2 separate regions of the Zea mays genome follow, and region 2 is linked to region 1. A link is a contact called in public Hi-C data. All regions are on one chromosome and are shown on one strand. Each heading gives the region's core, a stretch centred on a gene start, on an enhancer-like site or on the middle of the called end of the contact. The rest is flanking DNA. Distances are from core to core; before and after follow the strand shown.

Region 1 (4,220 bases), core at 1,208-3,707:
CGAACACGGAATGCCACATGCTTCCGAGGATATCAACAGCTACGGTGACCTAGCTTCTCCAAATCATCAAGGACAAGGGTTCGTCGTTGGATACAGTACAACTCGGCGCAAGCGGGCTCAGAAGCCTTGACTGGGACTGGGATCGGAGGTCGTAGTCGCCAGGTTCAATGGTGCACTCTTTAGCTGTTTATTGAAAAATGCAGCCCTTAATGTATCCCGTGCGGACGCCACATGCACGATGTTGCTGGTAACATAAACTCCTTTCACTCGTGCGTACCAAGAGAAAAAAAAACTAACCTACTAGATATATATATCCCATCCGTCATTGAGACTTTTTTTTTCACTTTAGTTAAAGTCAAATAAGCTTTAATCATCAGTTTTCTTTTTTTTTTAAAAAAATATAGCTTTAATAGGACGAGATCGATTGTGGAAGAAGATAACATGAGAGGCTGTTACAAGTACGGGTGGTAATAGTCTAATAGACCATGATCAAATGTTTCTTCATAATTTGTTTAAATCTTTAATTAATTTTAGTATTCAAAAAATAAATAGAAATTGGGTCCGATTTTAATTTGTTCCGGTTCTTAAACTTTATATTATGAAATTTAGAGCTCATTACCACCCATAGTTAGGACTTAGGAGGGACCATATGATCATCATCACTTAATTGGACATGGAAGCGTGAGCTTTAAGGACTTCAGATCGAACACGAACACATGAATCCAGTCTTCATATGCATGGAAATCGAGTAGGACGCGTACGTGTATGCTAATGATTCTTATCGGACACGGACGCGTGAGCAGGACCGAAACGAACGTGGTAACATTATATAAACGATGTTTTGGTCTTTTTAGGTGTAAGAGTTTCACGTTCGCACCTAGAACTAGCTAGTTTTGTTTAAACTATTGATTGGCCCTTTTATTATCTTGGTGACAACGTAACATTTTTTAGCTATATATGGTCATGTTTAGATATTACTCACCCCGTTTCAAAATAATGTTCGTTTTATCTATTGGTTTTTATGTTTATATTGAAATAGATATGACGAATCTAGCCACATATACAAAATACATACATCAAGAACTGTATAAACCAAGTAATTTTTTAAAACGACTACTATTTTAAAACGAATATAGTATTTATTTTAGATAAGTTCAAATAATCTACCCTGTGCACTATATTGTTTGGTTTGGAATTTAACGTCCGGTAGCTTTCTCAGTTTTAGATATAAACATGTATATAAGTAATAGAAATAGATTTTTTCGATCTTTCTGCTCCCTCTCTTTTTATGCAACTTACATCATGCCTTTTGGGCTCGCTCACGCGTAGCAGCCAGTGTATCATGTATACGGATTGATGAAGTAGCTTAGAAATGGAGACTCCCGATATTTGATGATCGTGGAGATAGTTTGATTTGAGACGAAGGTCAACTTCAGTGTTTGGCGGTCCGACTATATGACACTAGCAGAATATTGTGTCTTAGCCATTGGTGTGCCAACTTTAGATGATCAAGACAAGATACTTCTTCCCCCTAGCTAGAGTGAGGTATGCACCCGTGTTTGTTTTGGGAAAGCCACTTTGCATGCTCGAGTTTTGCCAAATTAAAAAAGAAAACAACAGTGTCGAAGAAGTTAACCTTTTCGCCAGATTCCCAGGCAAAAGATCTCCATATGGAGCCATGGAACGAACTATCCGGAGCGTACGGCCTTTGTGTATCATCATCGACTTGGACTTGCATCGTGCACGAGGACAGCCAGAGAAAACAAATGGCAGGAGGCAGGACCACAGCGTGCTTGGGAGCGCTGCCAACAAAACCAAACGCATCCATCTGACCCCACCCCCCGCGCGCGCAGCCTCCAGACGTCCCGAAACGCCAATCCGCCACCGAAACCGATGGGCCAATCCTCCAGATGTCCCCCGTGAGACCAGGGACATGGAGATGGAAGAATCACCACGGACGATTCACGTCTAAAAAAAGGCGTTCGTCATCCATTCCAGGCCAGGCAGGATCTCACCTGGGCACGCAAGCTGTCAAGGCGTCGATCACGCATGTAAAAACTTGCACGGAACGTAAGCTAAAGCAAAAAAACGGAAGGGACCCCGCTGCAGTTCTCGGAGAGACGCGAGGGGTGCAGGCGCAAAACTACGCGTGTGGTGTGAGAAGCGGTAACTCGAGGCCGCGCCGATGGAGGGATCCCACGATTCACCGTGGAGTGTTGAGAGAGACAGAGACGTCCGGCTCCGGCCGCGACCGCGAGCTTATCGCGCTGGATGCGACGTGAGGAATCGGCAACGCAGCGCGCGCCCACCGCACCCCAGGCGCCGCGTGGTTTGGGGGCGTGGTCTCTCTCTCTCTCTCTCCTCCCATCCTGCGGTCCAGCTCGCAGATTCCATTCGCCCCGCTCGCCGCCACCACCCGTCTATACATATGCCAGGGCGGGCGCACCTCCGGAATCCAGATCCCCTCACAGTCATCCTCCACCCACCCCACCCACCGCCTCCGCCTCTCTCTCTTTCGTTTGTTCGTCTCGGCTTCCGGTCGCCGATTCTTCTCTGCGCAAAAGATTCCTGGTGGTGGTGCCCGTACCTTGCTCCACGCCTCGCTCGCGTCGCGTGCATGGGGCTGGACGTCGGCGGCATCGGGATGGGCCTGGATCTGGGTCTGGACCTCGGGCTGTTCGCCGCGCGGAGCGCCGGAGGGATGGCGGCCGCGGCCAAGGGTGCGCCGGCGGAGATCGAGTCCTGCATCAGGAGCCTCGAGGAGGAGCGCCGGAAGATCGAGGTGTTCAGGCGCGAGCTCCCGCTCTGCGTGCGTCTCCTCGCCGATGGTGAGAAGTGGTCTCCTGCTGTCCTTTCATGTACTTCTTCCTATCCTACGTATATACGCGCGCGCGCGCGTTGTTGTGGTCTCTCTTCTCGGCCCCTGGTTCGCTGACGCGGTGGTGGTGCGTGCGTCGCGGCCTGCAGTGATCGACGAATTGAAGGATGAGGCCGCCAAGAGAGGCGGAGACGCGGAGGCCAAGGCCGACGACGGCGATAAGCGGAAATGGATGAGCACCGCTCAGCTGTGGCTCGACAGCGACGCCAAATCCGACGAGGTAGAGCAGGCAACTCTAGTACGCCATGCTGCTTGTTTTCATCAGATTGCTCTATTGTTTTCCTTTTTGATCCATGGGTCTTTCATGTTTAGGGTCATTCTTACCAAATAAAATCAAACTGTAACACGGATTATTTTATCTCTACTTACAGTCTGACAAAGAGCAACTGAGTGAAATCACTTCGCCGGAGCCCAAGTTGCTCGGTGGCGCACCCATGCCCATAAGGGCCGTTGCGGCGGTGCCACCCCTGCCGCCTCCATTCTTCAGGAGAGAAGACAGCTCTGCCGGCAGTGGTCTGTCGCTGGTACCACCCGCAGCTAAGCCGCCGATTCCTCCCATGTCTGCCAGCGACAACGCGAGCGGCAGATTCTGTGCCACTATGCCACCGTCTGGCTCTGGGGCCAACTTGCACTCTCAGGCTCAGCAGCAAGCCAGGAAGGCGAGGCGGTGCTGGTCGCCGGAGCTTCACCGGCTGTTTGTTGCCGCCTTGCATCAACTCGGCGGCCCTCAAGGTACATATACACGACACCGCGGATCGTCTGTAAGAAGTTTACTACTAGTTGCTTGCTAGAGGAGATGTGTTAACGAATTTCACCGTTGGTTGCAGTTGCTACTCCGAAGCAGATCAGGGAGGTGATGAAGGTGGACGGGCTTACAAACGATGAAGTGAAAAGCCATCTCCAGGTGAGCAATGATCCGTTTTGTCCGGGCATTATTATTTCCTTCTAGTAGCGCCGCGCCGGTGCCTATTTCAGACGAAGGCGATGATATAGCATCTTGTTTTGGAAACTGATTCGATCGGCGTGTCGTGTTCGTATTTCAGAAGTACCGGCTGCACAACAGAAGATCCCCCGGCGTCGTGGCTCCGGTGAGCCAGTCGGTCATGCTGGCGGGCGGCCTCTGGGCTCCTCCTCATCAGGAGCAAAGCAGCTCGCAGTCCGGGTCTCCCCAGGGCCCGCTTCAGTTCTCTGGATCCGGTGTAGCGGCCACCGTCGGCGGCGATAGCAGCAGCAGCGACGAGGACGACAAGTCCGAAGGCTACAGCCGGAAATACGTGTAAAGGCCGCGTTCGACGGATGAGAGTGTAGAGATAGCGTCGCGGCTTCTGCTTGCCCGTCTGTG
Region 2 (4,220 bases), core at 1,196-3,695, 150 kb after region 1:
CTAATTTAATTATGTAATCAAATTTTGGCCGTCGGACATAACAAACTAAACAATCAAATGCATTCATACATACAATTCTAATCAAATACATTAATACATGCATACAATTTTAATAAACAATATTGTTAATTAAGGATGCTCACTTAGCGGGCGTGGGGAGCCGGCCGGCGACGGGCGCACGGGGCGGCGGGCGCACGGGGCCGGCGGCCGGAGCACGGGGCGGCGGCGGCGGCGGCCGGAGCACGGGGAGGAGCACGGGGCGGAGCACGGGGCGGCGCCGGCCGGAGCACGAGGCGACGGGACGACCGGCGGCGGCCGTCGACGGGCTGTGGGCGCGCGGCGGCGACGAACATGGGCAGAGAAACGGAGGCGCGCGCGTGAAAATGAAACGGCGCGCGGGCCGGATCCTCGTTAAAATGCCTTATCTCCGACGGCCTCGTACACAGCCGTCGGAGATACTCCGACGGCTGTGTACGAGGCCGTCGGAGATAAGGCGTATTTCCGAGCGCCCGTTGTGGCCGTCGGACATAACCTTATCTCCGACGGCCTCGTACACAGCCGTCGGAGATAAGGCGGCCGTCGGATGTTTGTTAGTTTACTGTAGTGATAGTCTATATATATACACGAGTTCGTTCTTGAGAATTGAAGTTCATATACAGTAATTCATGAGCTAGTCAAGACGCAGCGAGAAAAATAACTGTCCGACGAAACCAATCTAGAGACTAGTTAAACCACAAAATTAATCTAGAGACCGGTTAAACCAATGTTGATTCTATTAATTCGTCATATACTCATATGTGTAGACTTCTGAACACCTCTCGAGGAGACATGTTGAAGCTTTAGAAAGGAGCATGTGAAGGTTGTTCTAGGATCGGTAAAACCATCTACAATACCATCAAATCTCGTGAAGAGAAGTGACGAACAATAGGATAAAAAAGAAGAAGAAAAAAGATAAAAGATAAAAGGAATAGTAGATGCATTTTTTACTAATTGAATGTTGGATAATCTTAATCGGTCTTCATCCTCTTATGTGTGTGGTGGTGGTCACATGTATGATATATTAGTAGGAACACTTTTAAAACATGTCTGGTAAGTTGTTTTGAATTTCAAAAACTGAATTAGAAATGAATCTCTTCGAGAGAAAAATCAGCAATAGTCGACTAGGACGGGCTTTACGGAGGGAGCCGACCACTATAGTTGGCCTGGACGACTTTGCACTAGCAAGCTATCTATCTTGATTGGCTTCAGTGATTCGGCCTAGCCAATTCCATGCAGTGGCAATACCATTCTCCTTTGTTCTATTGTTGCATGTTAATATATGTGACCCTATTTTTAGATAAAAACCTTATAAATTTGAAAACACTAAATAGTGATGATTTCAATCTATTAACTGTCTAGCATCTAAGAGCAATCTATACAATGACCATATTCATTTATTCTAAGGATGATACAAGTATCGACCGTCGTTTAGAAGGTATTCAAGGCTTCTTGTCAAATATTGATTGCTCTCGGGAGACTACCACCTACAGTATCTCTATCATATATAAAATTTCAATTATTACTCTGATCACTTTATAAGGACATTTCCAACTTAGTGACCATTAGCCAAGCAGCCCAAGCTTGTTGCTTTTCGATCTAATTGATAGTATGATTTTTCCAAACTAGATCTGTGTCACAGCAAAGGCACCATGTACCAAAGGTACCTGTAATAAAAGGATTGCTATGGGAGCAAGGGGGCCGGGTGAGCCTTTGTACAGTAGTAGGGTATGTCCACCAGGTTATAACATCACGAACCAAATGCACAAGGATTTTACAGGTATTTTGGATCGCACAGTATGTAAGAACCTATGTTCTCTTGCTGATGGTGGATTACTTTATGAAAAATATATATAAAAAAGATTATAAGCCCCAAACCGGCCGGCTTTAGTGATTGTTTCAGGAATGGGTAGGCGGCTTTAGTGATTGTTTGGAGAGCTAGCTGATCGAGTTTAGAGCGGGGCAGCACCTTCGATTTTTACGTGTCAACAATCACATACAGTACACGCAACGGGCCGGTCCAAAGGAAGTTGAGAAGCATCCATACGATTAAACATTGTACGTACGTACTCGTATTCGTATTGCTGCTACATGTACACCTTGCTCTACAGGGGCGACAGGCTTTGTCCGGACGTGGCGTAACACGCATGTAGTACCACCATGCACGCACGCACAGCACGCGCGGTACTGTATAACCATACCGTGCTTCGCTCGCCTTCCCGTCTGCCTGCCGCCACGGCCACGGTCCATGCACCATGCATGCTGCTCCTGCGCTGCAGAAGTGCAGAGCGGGAATTTGGAATCCTCCCTGCAAAGCGCAACCAGCGACCAGCGTCCGGACTCCGGAGTCCGGACTGCTCGCCTCTCGCCTCGGTCGGCCGGTCGGTCGGTCGGCGTGGTGGCCCAGTCCCCGACGCGGCGGGGCCCACAGAGCTCGTAACGCACGCCTATCGTCATCACGGTAGAGCTCCATGCACATCCTACACCAATAATCACTGGCAGAAGAAATGGGTGGGGGGAAAAAAGAAACCTTGCTCTCGCTCGATTCACACATGTTCTGCAAAGCCGAAGCCGGCCAGCGTTGTGTGTCCGCGACCGCTACGCGCCTACGCCCAGGTCGGAAGGAAACCAACCACACTACTCGATCGTTTGCGAAGAAGGCGGCCCTGCCTGTTGGTCCTGGTCTATCCTATCGCTAGCCAAGCACTCGGCGGCGAATGATTAACACCTCCTGGCGCCCGTACGCGATGCAGTCGAATTACGCTGTGACGCACGCAGCTCGCGAACGGGCGGGGAGGACGCGTCGTCGGAGGAGCGTGCCGCGCGGGGGCGGGGCAGCCTGGCAGGCGGTCGTACGCTACGCTCCCGGCTCCCCCCGGCGGAAACGACCGCGTGCAGCAGGTGCCTCCTGCCTGCCTGCCTCCCCCGCCGCCCGGATTCCTGCGCCCAGAACGATCTGATCCACACCGATCCATCCCAGCCGATCGAGCCGCGCCGAGCGTGTCCAGTCCTCTCGGCGCGGCGTGCCCAATGCCAGCCACCAGCAGCTGCCGTGGCCGGGTCACCTCTTGTTTGGGGGCGACCCACCCCGGGTGGACGCAAAGGCAAGGGCATGCGGAGCGAGCGGCAGGGAAGGGAGGGCCGGCAAACGCAAAGCGCAAAAGCGACACGCGCAAAAGCGACACGCTACGGGGGGGGGGGGGGGGGGGGGGGGGGGGCTAGGCTACCTAGCGGAGAGCCGCGCGCTGGCTGGTGCCTGCGGCCTGCCTGCCTGCCTGTGTCTGTGTCTGTGTCTGTGTGGTGGTGTGCCGATGGATTTGACTCCTAGAAACCCGGGCTCCCTAGTCCTTGCCCGGCCGGGGCGGCCTTTTCCCTCGCTGTGGCTGCTTCGCTTCTCCCGGACACGACGACCGATCATGGATGGAGACCGCCGACGACGGAGAGATTCTCTCCTCGACTCGACACCCGGCCTCTTCCTGGCGTGTGTCTGCGCGTGCTAGCTAGCTAGCTAGCTATCATAGTAGCTGCTAGCGCGCGGTAGTACCACTACTATACTACGAGGCGTACGTAGCTCGTTCCGTGTCATCATGGTACACGCTACGCTGAACCCGCTGGCTGCCTGTGTCTAGGAGGCGCCGCGCCACTAGTGTGTCCGTCGATTCCTTTGCTTTGTTTTTGTTTTCCCCGGGCATATGCATGGGCATCTGCATGCAATCTGCATGACACTAGTGGTAAGTAACGTTGCTGAGGCCTGAGGGAGGCCTGGAGCCCAACAATAATGATGGCGTGCTTGGGTTGGGTGGACGTGGAACGGAAGTTTAAATCGGCACATGTTTGGGGTGGCACGAAAGCAATGTGCCAATATAGAAGCAGCGGTACGACCAAAAGCTCTGATGAGTCTGTACATGGGAAACTAGGGTACTGATGATGAGGATTCGGAACGTGGAAAAGGTCCAACATTGCGGTGTGGCATGATGGCTCATGAGTGAAGATGGAAAGGGCGAGGAGGGATGGGAGGATAGAGAGAGAGAGAGAGAGAGAGAGAGAGAGAGAGAGAGAGAGAGAGAGAGAGAGAGAGAGACTGTCATCGGACATGAGACATCAACATGCATGCACTCCGGAATCGGAGTCTGGGCACGCTGAAATCTTGGGTGAGTGGCCAAGGGTGGGGGAGCCGTGAGTCT

The links. Hi-C and Micro-C count contacts between places; a contact is called where the count stands out from the background.
Region 2: a contact with region 1 is called in a Hi-C map of endosperm, with 2.6 times the contacts expected there. The contact joins the enhancer-like site here to the promoter of LOC100282724 in region 1. A contact is called at or near these places in 3 of 25 Hi-C or Micro-C datasets (endosperm and leaf).

The regions. Positions count from the first base shown.
Region 1 is chr1:287,020,348-287,024,567 of Zm-B73-REFERENCE-NAM-5.0, forward strand. It overlaps LOC100282724, which reads left to right and starts at 2,458. Exons shown (of 5, transcript NM_001155631.2): 1 at 2,458-2,828; 2 at 2,968-3,098; 3 at 3,250-3,610; 4 at 3,706-3,782; 5 at 3,922-4,220. The coding sequence starts at 2,618. The coding sequence ends at 4,158.
Region 2 is chr1:287,170,861-287,175,080 of Zm-B73-REFERENCE-NAM-5.0, forward strand. No RefSeq gene overlaps it. Among protein-coding and RNA genes, the nearest start is that of LOC100277644, 14 kb to the left of the region's middle. Within about 2 kb of position 2,446, at least 17 of the 20 cell types and tissues checked have an H3K27ac peak or open chromatin away from gene starts, as enhancers often do. A contact at or near this core is called in endosperm, where this site is marked.